2 separate regions of the Mus musculus genome follow, and region 2 is linked to region 1. A link is a contact called in public HiCAR-type data. All regions are on one chromosome and are shown on one strand. Each heading gives the region's core, a stretch centred on a gene start, on an enhancer-like site or on the middle of the called end of the contact. The rest is flanking DNA. Distances are from core to core; before and after follow the strand shown.

Evidence for each region. HiCAR-type assays count read pairs that join an accessible place to other places.
Region 2: a contact with region 1 is called in a HiCAR-type map of fibro-adipogenic progenitors, with 5 times the contacts expected there. The contact joins two enhancer-like sites. A contact is called at or near these places in 3 of 115 datasets of contacts at active chromatin or transcription factors (fibro-adipogenic progenitors, large pre-B cells and memory CD8 T cells).

The regions. Positions count from the first base shown.
Region 1 is chr11:108,062,721-108,067,393 of GRCm38.p6, reverse strand. All of the region lies in intron 3 of Prkca (protein kinase C, alpha), which reads left to right. Among named protein-coding and RNA genes, the nearest start is that of Gm51922, 48 kb to the left of the region's middle. Within about 2 kb of position 2,748, at least 27 of the 459 cell types and tissues checked have an H3K27ac peak or open chromatin away from gene starts, as enhancers often do. A contact at or near this core is called in fibro-adipogenic progenitors, where this site is marked.
Region 2 is chr11:108,325,460-108,330,443 of GRCm38.p6, reverse strand. The region is part of intron 2 of Prkca (protein kinase C, alpha); the gene reads left to right. Among named protein-coding and RNA genes, the nearest start is that of Prkca, 16 kb to the left of the region's middle. Within about 2 kb of position 3,478, at least 3 of the 459 cell types and tissues checked have an H3K27ac peak or open chromatin away from gene starts, as enhancers often do. A contact at or near this core is called in fibro-adipogenic progenitors, where this site is marked.

The DNA of each region.
Region 1 (4,673 bases), core at 1,499-3,998:
AGCTTAGGATGTTTTCACTTGGACTTCAGCCTCCAAGCTGGACATGGGAGCCCATTCTGTTGCTCTCTGCCAACTCATAGAGAACGGAAGTGGAGACTAAGCCTGCTGAGGTTCTTTGTAGATAGTGATGTTCAAATCTTCGTTGTCCACTCTTGGGGAGGGAGTTATATATTCTCTGCCTTGTTGACTCCCAGCTCTCCTGTGCGTCGTACCTGAACCAATAAAACTGGAGAAGAAATGCCGGCACCATTCTTAGGTGAAGGATGAAAGGGACTTTGAGTAATACTGCCCTGCCCTTTCTCTTTCTCTTCTGCCAGACGACTTGGGTCTACCCCTGTCAGAGGCTGTCCTCTGAGGAAGATCTCAAAGGGATGAGAAATAAGTGTGTGTTTAGCTATTGAAATTTAGGAGTGGTTTGCTCCTGTAGCATAACTTAATCTGCCCCCAGTGAGACTAGGATCCCACTGGAGTTTTTCCTACTCGGTGCAGGCCACCAACACATAGTAGGTACACAGTAAATCATTTTAAAGCAAGATGAAGACGCATATCTGGAAAGTGTGTTGATTTTCAAATGAACATTGCTTAAGCTTTAGTGTGTGAGTATTTACACATTTAAAGCATTTTGATATCGTGATCTATCCATGGTTCTTTGGTAATTTGAAGTTTGACATGCAGACATATATCAATACCCAGAAATGGTATGTATATACACTATGCAAAATAGGAAGACATAAGCCATGCTATTCCTTTAAAATATGTTTTCTGTGTCTGTGGTGTATGTGCACATTCATGTGAGTGTCTGAGGAGACAGAAAGAAGGCATCAGATCCCCCTGGAACAGCAGGTTACAGGTCACTGTGAAATCCCTGACATGGGTGTGGAGCCTGAATGTAGATCCTCTGGGAGAGCAGCAAATGACCTTAACCTCTGAGCCTCTCTCCAGACCCATAACATAACTTATAGAGATGTAGACTATGCTGTCAAATACTCTTACATAGGTATAGGTAACTTCTTGGTAGGTTGCTCAAGGAACTGCAGGCAGAGTCCATTCGTTATCAGATACGATATCTGCCTCGGTTTCTCTAACATGCAGCCGACATCTCGTGAAGCAAATGGAACGGACCCAGTGCGAGCAGAGGGGCTTCACCGTCATTCGGGATACAGGGAAGGTGTATGAATCCATGTCCTCCCCTGCATCCTCTCAGATATTGTTCAAAGTGTCCTTTCCCTTTCATCCCTGAACCTGTCTGTCCCCACACTTCCCAGAGGCATGTCGCTTACAAATCTATCGAGAGAAAAGCCACGCTATTGTTCAGTAGAGGAATGGCCATATTTATGTTTCTGGTTTTGACATAAATGTCATTCTAGCCTTTGTTTGATTCTGTGACTTGCTCTTTTTGTCTGACAGTAGTCCTTGGCGCTCAGTCCATGCTCTTAGAGAAAGAGCTAGCTAATTTGCTCCAACTGTTACGTGGCCATCAGTACTATAAGTATATTACAATTTACTTGGTAGTTGCCTTGCTGGGGGAGAATTATGCGTACTTTAAAAGACTCCGTGGATTCAAGGTTAGCGACAGCATCTTGTTCACCTGGGCAAAGAATCTTTAGAATCCTGCTGATGAAGCTTGGTTTGATAAGTTAGCCCGGCTATAAAGACAGCTCGTGTTTGGGCCTAGAGAGGTGGCTCAGAGCACTTGCTAGCCTTGCAGAGGACCTGGGTTCAGTTCCCACCAGTTCCCAGTACCCACACAGTGGTTCACAACCATCAGTAATTCCAGTTCTGGGAAATCCAATGCCCTCCTCTGATGACCACAGGTACCAGGCTTGTGTGTGCTGTGATACATACATGCAGGCAAAATACTCATAAACATAAAATTAAACCTAAAAAGATTTGAAATTTTACTTTAAAGAAGATGATTGTTATTCATCAGAATAAAACATGGCTGCTTCACAGAAGCAAAATAAATTCCTGCCACCAGAAATGGGTTCTTTCTTAAATAGGCCATGTCTACAGCAATGCCAAACCTCGTCAAAAACAAAGTTTTGGTTTTGTTTCGTTTAGTTTTTGGGTTTTTTTTTTTTTTTTTTTTGGCAACAAAGTCTCATGTTTCCAAGGCTGGTATCAAATTTGCTATATAGCTGAAGTTAACTTCTGACCCCCTGGAGTGATGGGATTGTGTCCAGTTTTATATGATGGTAGACATGGAGCACAGGGCTTTAATGCAAACTAGGCAAGAACTTGACCCCTGAGCTTCTCCCCTAGCCAGCACTGAACATTCTAAAGCTCCCATGAAGAGAGATCTAGACTGATGTAGCCTCTGAGAAGGCTATGGGGCCAAACCCTTCTTATAGGTGAGACACAATTACAGTAATAGTCATGTTATAGAAAATCACTCTGGCTTTAGTTTTTGCTAATAAAACAACATTTTTAATATGTTTCTTTCTTTCTTCCTTTCTTCCTTTCTTCCTCTCTTCCTCTCTTCCTCTCTTCCTCTCTCTCTCTGTCTCTCTCTCTGTCTCTCTGTCTCTCTCTCTCTCTGTCTCTCTCTGTCTCTCTCTCTCTCTCTCTCTCTTTCTTTCTTTCTTTCTGTTTCATGGAGTTAAAAAAAGAAATTTCCTAAGAAATTTCAGATCACAATAATGATGCCAGCCTTATTACCCTTGGAGCAGAGTATTCAGTGTTGCCTGTGTAGTCAGCATGCGGGTGACATTTAGACCCAAGCCTGGCTTCCAAGTATGATTCATGAGAACACATCAGATGGTAAGAGCAGGGAATTTTCCTTGGTATTCAGAGGAAGCAGCTTGGAGGAGCCACACAAGGAAGTCGCGCCCCAGAGCTCCACTGGATTAAAAACAGCCCCAGGAACTCAGAAAGCCTGACCCTGAGGCTTTCAAGGATAGGCATTTAGGTCCTCTGAGAAACCTCCAGGGCATGTTGGAGGAATTCAGATATGGGTAGGAAATGCAGGATGGGAACACACACACACACACACACACACACACACACACACACCAGCCAAAGCTTGCCTTCCTTATTTATCAGATAAAAAGGGCTTGTGAAGCATCTGTTCACATGGACCCATTCTCATCTCCATCCTTAGCAGCTGCTGCCTCCTTCAGCTCAGGGATCATCCAAAGGCTAAATTCTGCCCATGGCTGGACCACTCGCCATCCTTAAAGATAGATTGCAAACTCACCTAGAACACATTGCCTTTAGTACGTACATAGAGTCCAGCCAGGAAGAATATAGGAAGTCCAAAGCTCCATCAGCATCAAAATCTATGCGGTGCAGATCTAAGGGCTTGTTTTTAACCAACTTCAGAAGAAGAAGAAGAAGAAGAAGAAGAAGAAGAAGAAGAAGAAGAAGAAGAAGAAGAAGAGGAGGAGGAGGAGGAGGAGGAGGAGGAGGAGGAGGAGGAGGAGGAGGAGGAGGAGGAGGAGGAGGAGGAGGAGGAGGAGGAGGAGGAAGAGGAGGAGGAAGAGGAGGAGGAGGAGGAGGAGGAGGAGGAGGAGGAGGAAGAGGAGGAGGAAAGAGGTCTTGGAAACATCTTGATAGGAATGTTGACACAGTTTTCCAGGGAAAGCTGGTCAAGCTATGATATTTAGAACTAAGAGATAAGATGCAGGCTAGCAGACGCTATGATAGAATTTGCATCCTCCCCTCCCCCTCTGATTGATTTTTTTGGAAATAATTCCAGATTTAGATTCACAAGTGAGATTTTATTTGTGCCTATGAGACAGCCTGTAGGCCAAGCCTCCATTTCCACCACGTACAGCAGGAGTTTCTGAGTGGAGCCTTTGAGCCTTTCTGTTAGAATGTAACAGGCCAGGACAGCATCTGCAGGACAGAGGGTTTTATACTCCCTTCAAACAGAGGCTGCCCAAAAGTTCAAGGAGCATTTACACATGCTTCGCTAAAGGGAAAGACCACTAACCTCGTTAGAGGGGATTACTCTAAGACAGACCCTTCTTTATGTACTAGGACCAAGCTTACCACACATGACCCATGGGGCAGTTTTCTCTAGAACCTTCAAGCAAAGTATGATAGAAGCTCAGTTCTGTGAGGATGTAGTTGCCGTGTGGAGCGTGGGTGTACCGTGACAGAGACAACTAATGCTAGAGATGGGCTGGGAGATTTGTGGACTCGGCTTTGCAATCCCAGAGAATCCTCCTCTGATTGTTTTGCCTTCTCACCCTGCTCCCTGGGGAGCTCAGAGATGCCGTTTATACTTCAACCTCAATAGCCTGTCTTGGTTCTATCGCAGTTGCTGATTTAGTGATGTTGGTTCAGAGATCTTTCCTTTGCTTCAGACTGCTTGGTTAGGGCGTGTGTGTGTGTGTGTGTGTGTGTGTGTGTGTGTATGTGTGTGTCCTCTGAAAGAAAACACTGTTCTTTCTTACTACCCCTGAATCAGCCGCAACAGGCAGAATTCTTGTGGCTGTGGCAGGTAGAAGCTATCACGGGCAAAGACCTAGGTGAAATACACTGGGTACTGCCACCAGGTAAAGGTGCCAGGGACTATGGGTGTAACAGAGAGGGAGCTCCAATGCTGTTTAGGACCCAAGGACCTGCAACACTTACACATAAACACACTTAGGCTTCAGCCCCCACTGAAGCTGGTGACTCTCCACCTGGAAGGCCCACAGCCTTTCAATCTCCCCATGACCCAGGCT
Region 2 (4,984 bases), core at 2,229-4,728, 260 kb before region 1:
TTACTATTGAAAGCAGTGTAAATATTGATTCCTAACTATAATATGTAAAAGACCTTAAAGTGCTTCCTATTCTGTCTTGTAAATTCAAGTACCTCTCAGTCCAGATGTTATTACCATAACCATTCCACAAAGCATGTTTAGCATTCCACAGGTCAAGAGCAGACTACAGTGATCATGTTGGGAGTCATTCTCCAGTAATAATCCTAGACTTGTCTTTGGAGTAAATCTAGTTTTTAATGTGCTGAGTTTGGTCACTACGTGTGTTTTGTTCCTCCAGTTTCACACTGGTGGCATCCATCTGACAACTCAGTTGACAGACATTTGCTTTCAATTTTAAAGTGTGGCTTTCATATTATTTTATTTCTCTATACTACATCTATGCGATTTTCAAAAAATTGGATGGTTAGTAGTTATAAACAGTTTAGAAGCATGCATAACTTATTTAATTTATTTATTTACTTTTTAGAACCAAATTAAAGTTTACTGCCTAAAACTGACATGTGTTCCACTCTTAGTCTGCTTAATTGTGTAGCCAGGGTACACAGAGTACCAGTTAGTATGGGGATGGGCAACGGAGCTGTCTAATGTCCAGGTCATGCAGTCTAGCTTTTAAGATTCATTCCTGGACGGGGGCAGGGGCAGTTGATGGGCTGAGGCTGCAGCTTGGTGGACTAAATGAATCCAGTGCAAGGCCGCACAGCAGTAACACAGAAGCTCTGAGCCTTTCCCTTCAACTTTGCATTTAATATGATAACGAGATATGTTGCTAATGCTTTTGTGGATGCTTTGGCTCCCCCCCCCCCTCTGTCTCTCTCCCTCTCCCTCTCCCTCTCTCTCTTTCTTCCTCCCTTCATTTAAAGTAAACCCTTGGTCTGGGGAGATCACTCAGCAGATAAAGTGCTTACCGAGCAGATGTGAGGTACTCAGTACCCATGTAAAAGCTGGTGTGGTGGCTCCTGCCTGTACTGGTGCTAAGTGCTGAAGACGTGCAGATCCCAGGGGCTCATTGGCTGAAGCAGCAAGCTGTAGGTTCAGTGAGAGATGTCTTTTCAAAGGAAGACACAGCACAAACAAGGAAGATGAAGAGCCATGGAGCAGCTCATGTGTTTCTGTATTGCGCTCCGTGGACTGGAGTCAGAAATGCTGCTGCCTATGAGCGCGGGTACCTACCCAGCAACATCCGTACCACATCCAGCAGCCCAAGGGATGTTTGTAGTGCAGGCCCCAGGTTCCTCTAGCTTTCTTTGGAAAATAACAGTTTCTTCTAGGAATAGAATCACAGCTTTCATTTAACTCTAGGAGTTCCAAATAAAGTAGGATGGTGGTATGTTTAACTTTGATAATTTATAGATAAACAGCCTGGCAATTGTATGCAAATACCTATTTAAAATAAAAAGACTTTTGAATTTGTATTATATTGAGAGTTCATGAGCAAGGAAAAGACTTCCTTTGGAATTATATACCGTTCGTTGTTTCTTAGCATGCCTTGATCTTCTACCAGAACTGATTTTGCAGTTTAATTAATTAATTAATTAATTAATTGTTTTTGTTCTCTTAATCTTCAGATGCACATATTTTTAGTCATCCCCCGAGCAAGACTCCCAGGCTGATATAAACTGCGGCGTTTATATTTGGTTGCTTCGCTCGCAGTACTCCAAGTGGTCCCACTCTCAGAAAGGAAGTTATTTCTAGACAACAGTCCAAGCCAGAGTCAGAGTTAAGCCTTTGCTTCCTACAGTTTCTGTGTTGTAGATTTGAGGTTCTGATCTCAGAACTGTGGACGCAGCTAATAAGCATACAAAATAAACAAAGTGGCGGATCCAATGATAAATGAAACAACAATGCTTATTCACTCCAGTTGCCAATATTTATTTTCTGGCCAAAGCTGAGTACAACACTAAAGTCTTGTAAATATTCCTCAGGGGGGGGAAAAATGTTTCCCATGTGCTGGGTTTATTTCTAAGTTGCATTAAAGATTGGCCCTGGGATTAGCAAGGTGGCTCCGTGAATATAAGGGTATTTTCTGCGAAGCTTCAAAACCTGAGTTCAATCCCTAGTATCTGCCTGGTAGAAAGAAATCACTGATTTTCACTGATTGTCCTCTGACCTTCACATGTGTGCCACTGTGCACACGTACACACACACACACACACACACACACACACACACAGACACACACAGACACACACACACACAGACACCCACACACAGACACACACACACACACAGACACAGACACACACACACACAGACACACACACAGACACACACACAGACACACATACACACACACACACACACAATAAAACGTAATAAATGATTTAAAAGTCACTACCAAAAGATAGTTCTTTCTCATTGGTGAGTTCTCTGGGCATCCATTCTCTTGGGCATTCCGTATCACTCTAACAGTCTTTGAAACATGTTCAAGACCTAAAACTGAGGAAGGTAGGTTGTGTTGAAGATATTCTAAAGACAGTTTGAAACCATCACCGTGGATGAGGTGTGTATGAATATTGGTGAACTCTTTGACTGTCCTTTCACTCTCATTAATTCTCCATTGTCCCTCTGGGATGGCAGCCTCCTCCCGTGGCACACTTCCTTCCCAGTAGCCCAGCTCACGTCTCTGGAGGGAAATCCCTGGGTGGTTCTCGGTGAGAGGAGCCTTACATGGGTTTATTCCATGTGCTCTGGTTGTGTCAAGCACATCTTGTCTCAAAGTGGTCCAGCTGTGACTAGTTCTAACTGGAGCTCCTTCCTGTCAGCCTCTGCTTTAATTACATGGGTTATTAATTAATTAATTTTGGGGAACTGGGTCTCACATTGTTGTCTAGGTTGGCCTCGAAAGCATGTTCCTCCTGTGTCTAAACTTCAAAGTTCTGTAATTACAGGTGTGTGCCATCATTCCCAATTCTTTGTTTACTTTAGAAGAAATAGGATTCTTTTCCTAAACTAATTTACTTTTCCTCTCTCTCTCTTCCTCTCTCTCTCTCTCTTGCTCTCTCTCTCTCTCTCTCTCTCTCTCTCTCTCTCTCTCACACACACACACACACACACACACACACACACACACATACTTTATAAAGAAGGCAGGGAGTTTCTCCATCTCCCGTTACTTCCCCCAGTGTCAACACTGACACAGCCATCGTACCGTGATCAAAACCGGGAAATGAATGGTAGCACAGCTATGTTGCCGAGTTATAAACTTTCTTTGAATTTTTCTCAAAATTTCCACAAATATCTATTTTCTGTTCTAGGATTCCAATTCAAATCCCACATTTTTTTTCCTCTTAGAATCTCTCTTGGCCAATTTTCTCCCAGTCATGGAGGCCACAGGTTGCCATCAGTTGTATGGGTGAGGTACATCCGTGTAGGAGCCAGATGTTTTCTTTGATGGCGATTCAGATTTGTCCTTTGTCCCTAGCTCACTGTTGGCTGCACTAGAGTAATGTTACTCTGGGTGAGGTCAGCTTGTTGTCCATGTGGTTGCTGGGTGGATGTCTGTGAGTTTATACTGCTTGTCAGCGGCAGGAATCCTTTCTGTAAGCAAGGATTAATAGGAATGCAAACCACCGATCTAGAGATTGCCTGCACTTGCTGGCAGAAATGACCTAGGAATCCCTGGATCTCTGGCAATCCTGAAAGCCCCCATTTGCCTAGACGACCACTGACCGCCCCATAGGATTTTGTGCCATCAGGAAACCTGTACTGTGTATCATTGCGATGCAGTAGCCACAGATACCATCTGGCTAGTAAACCCTTGAAATGAGGAACTGAATTTTTTATTATTTAATTTTAATTCATTAAAATTTAAAGTTAAATGGCTACATGTGTATTGGAGTTTTCAGCTTTAGAGATTCCTTGGGGAGCAATGTTGGGTCATAATTTAAACCTTTGATGGAACAGTAGAACACAGATGAAGAAAGCCACACAAAACAAATGCACGGTTAAAAGACAGGATCTTAAGGTTGACATTCTGGCGACACCTGCCTAGGTTGAATAGGGGACTCAGGAAGAGCTGGTGAGGTTCCTCTGCCTCCTGGTTTGTGAGACTCCTCTGTATTTTCTGCAAGTTGCAACTTGATCCAGGCGTTCCGTTGCTCAGGCTCGGGTCAAGCCGGGTCATACAGTTTTAAAGATGCCTTTATAACGCCCTTGCCTGTTACTTATATCTGTATTATTAATGTGGAAAGAGCATCGACAGGACATTTTCCATCCCATGAAGCATACTCAACTGAGGTCAGTTCATAAAGTTAGAGTCATTTATGACAAGCCTGCCAGCACATAGCATGACACATGAAGTACCTACTGTGTGCTGTTTGAGGAAACACAAATGCTCAGGGTTCTTTCTAAATACGCGCACATACACGCATTTGATTTCTCTGCAAAATTTAGTGTGCCTGTGGGTAAGAGGTGTGTCTGTGTGTGGGTGTGTGTCTGTCTGTTAGGGTGGTGGAAAAATTCGAATCAAATTGTTATATAGCTATTTATTTGTCTAAACATCACCCACATGACTGTATGCACTGTCTTCTTTAACGTTCTTGTCTTTGCATTTCCAACACAAGATCAAAATTGGACTTTAGAGTTATTTTTGTGTTTGGAGACATCTGGAGGCAAAGGGAACGAACATGGGAGGGTAGAGTGTGGATTGCTCCTAGATTGGAGGCTCGGCAGCTTAAGCCCGCTGTGTACAGACCCTGTTGGCTTTTGGATTGGAGTGGGGGTTTCTAAGAGGCTCGTTGGGAGTTTAATGCAGGATTAGGTAAGTTTGAATGAGCTTCACGGAGCGCTAGAGTTTTGTTTTAGTTTGTTGTTGTTGATTTTAATATGAAGAACTGCCAATGTGTGTTAACCTGTTAAACAATGATCACTTTGCTACTTTGAGAAGTGAAGTCTCCACTGGGAGTGAAACAGCCTTGGCTTAGGTTCAGGTCTATTCTCTCACATTATTCACAAAAGGGGAACTCGGTCCCGGTTAGGACACAGA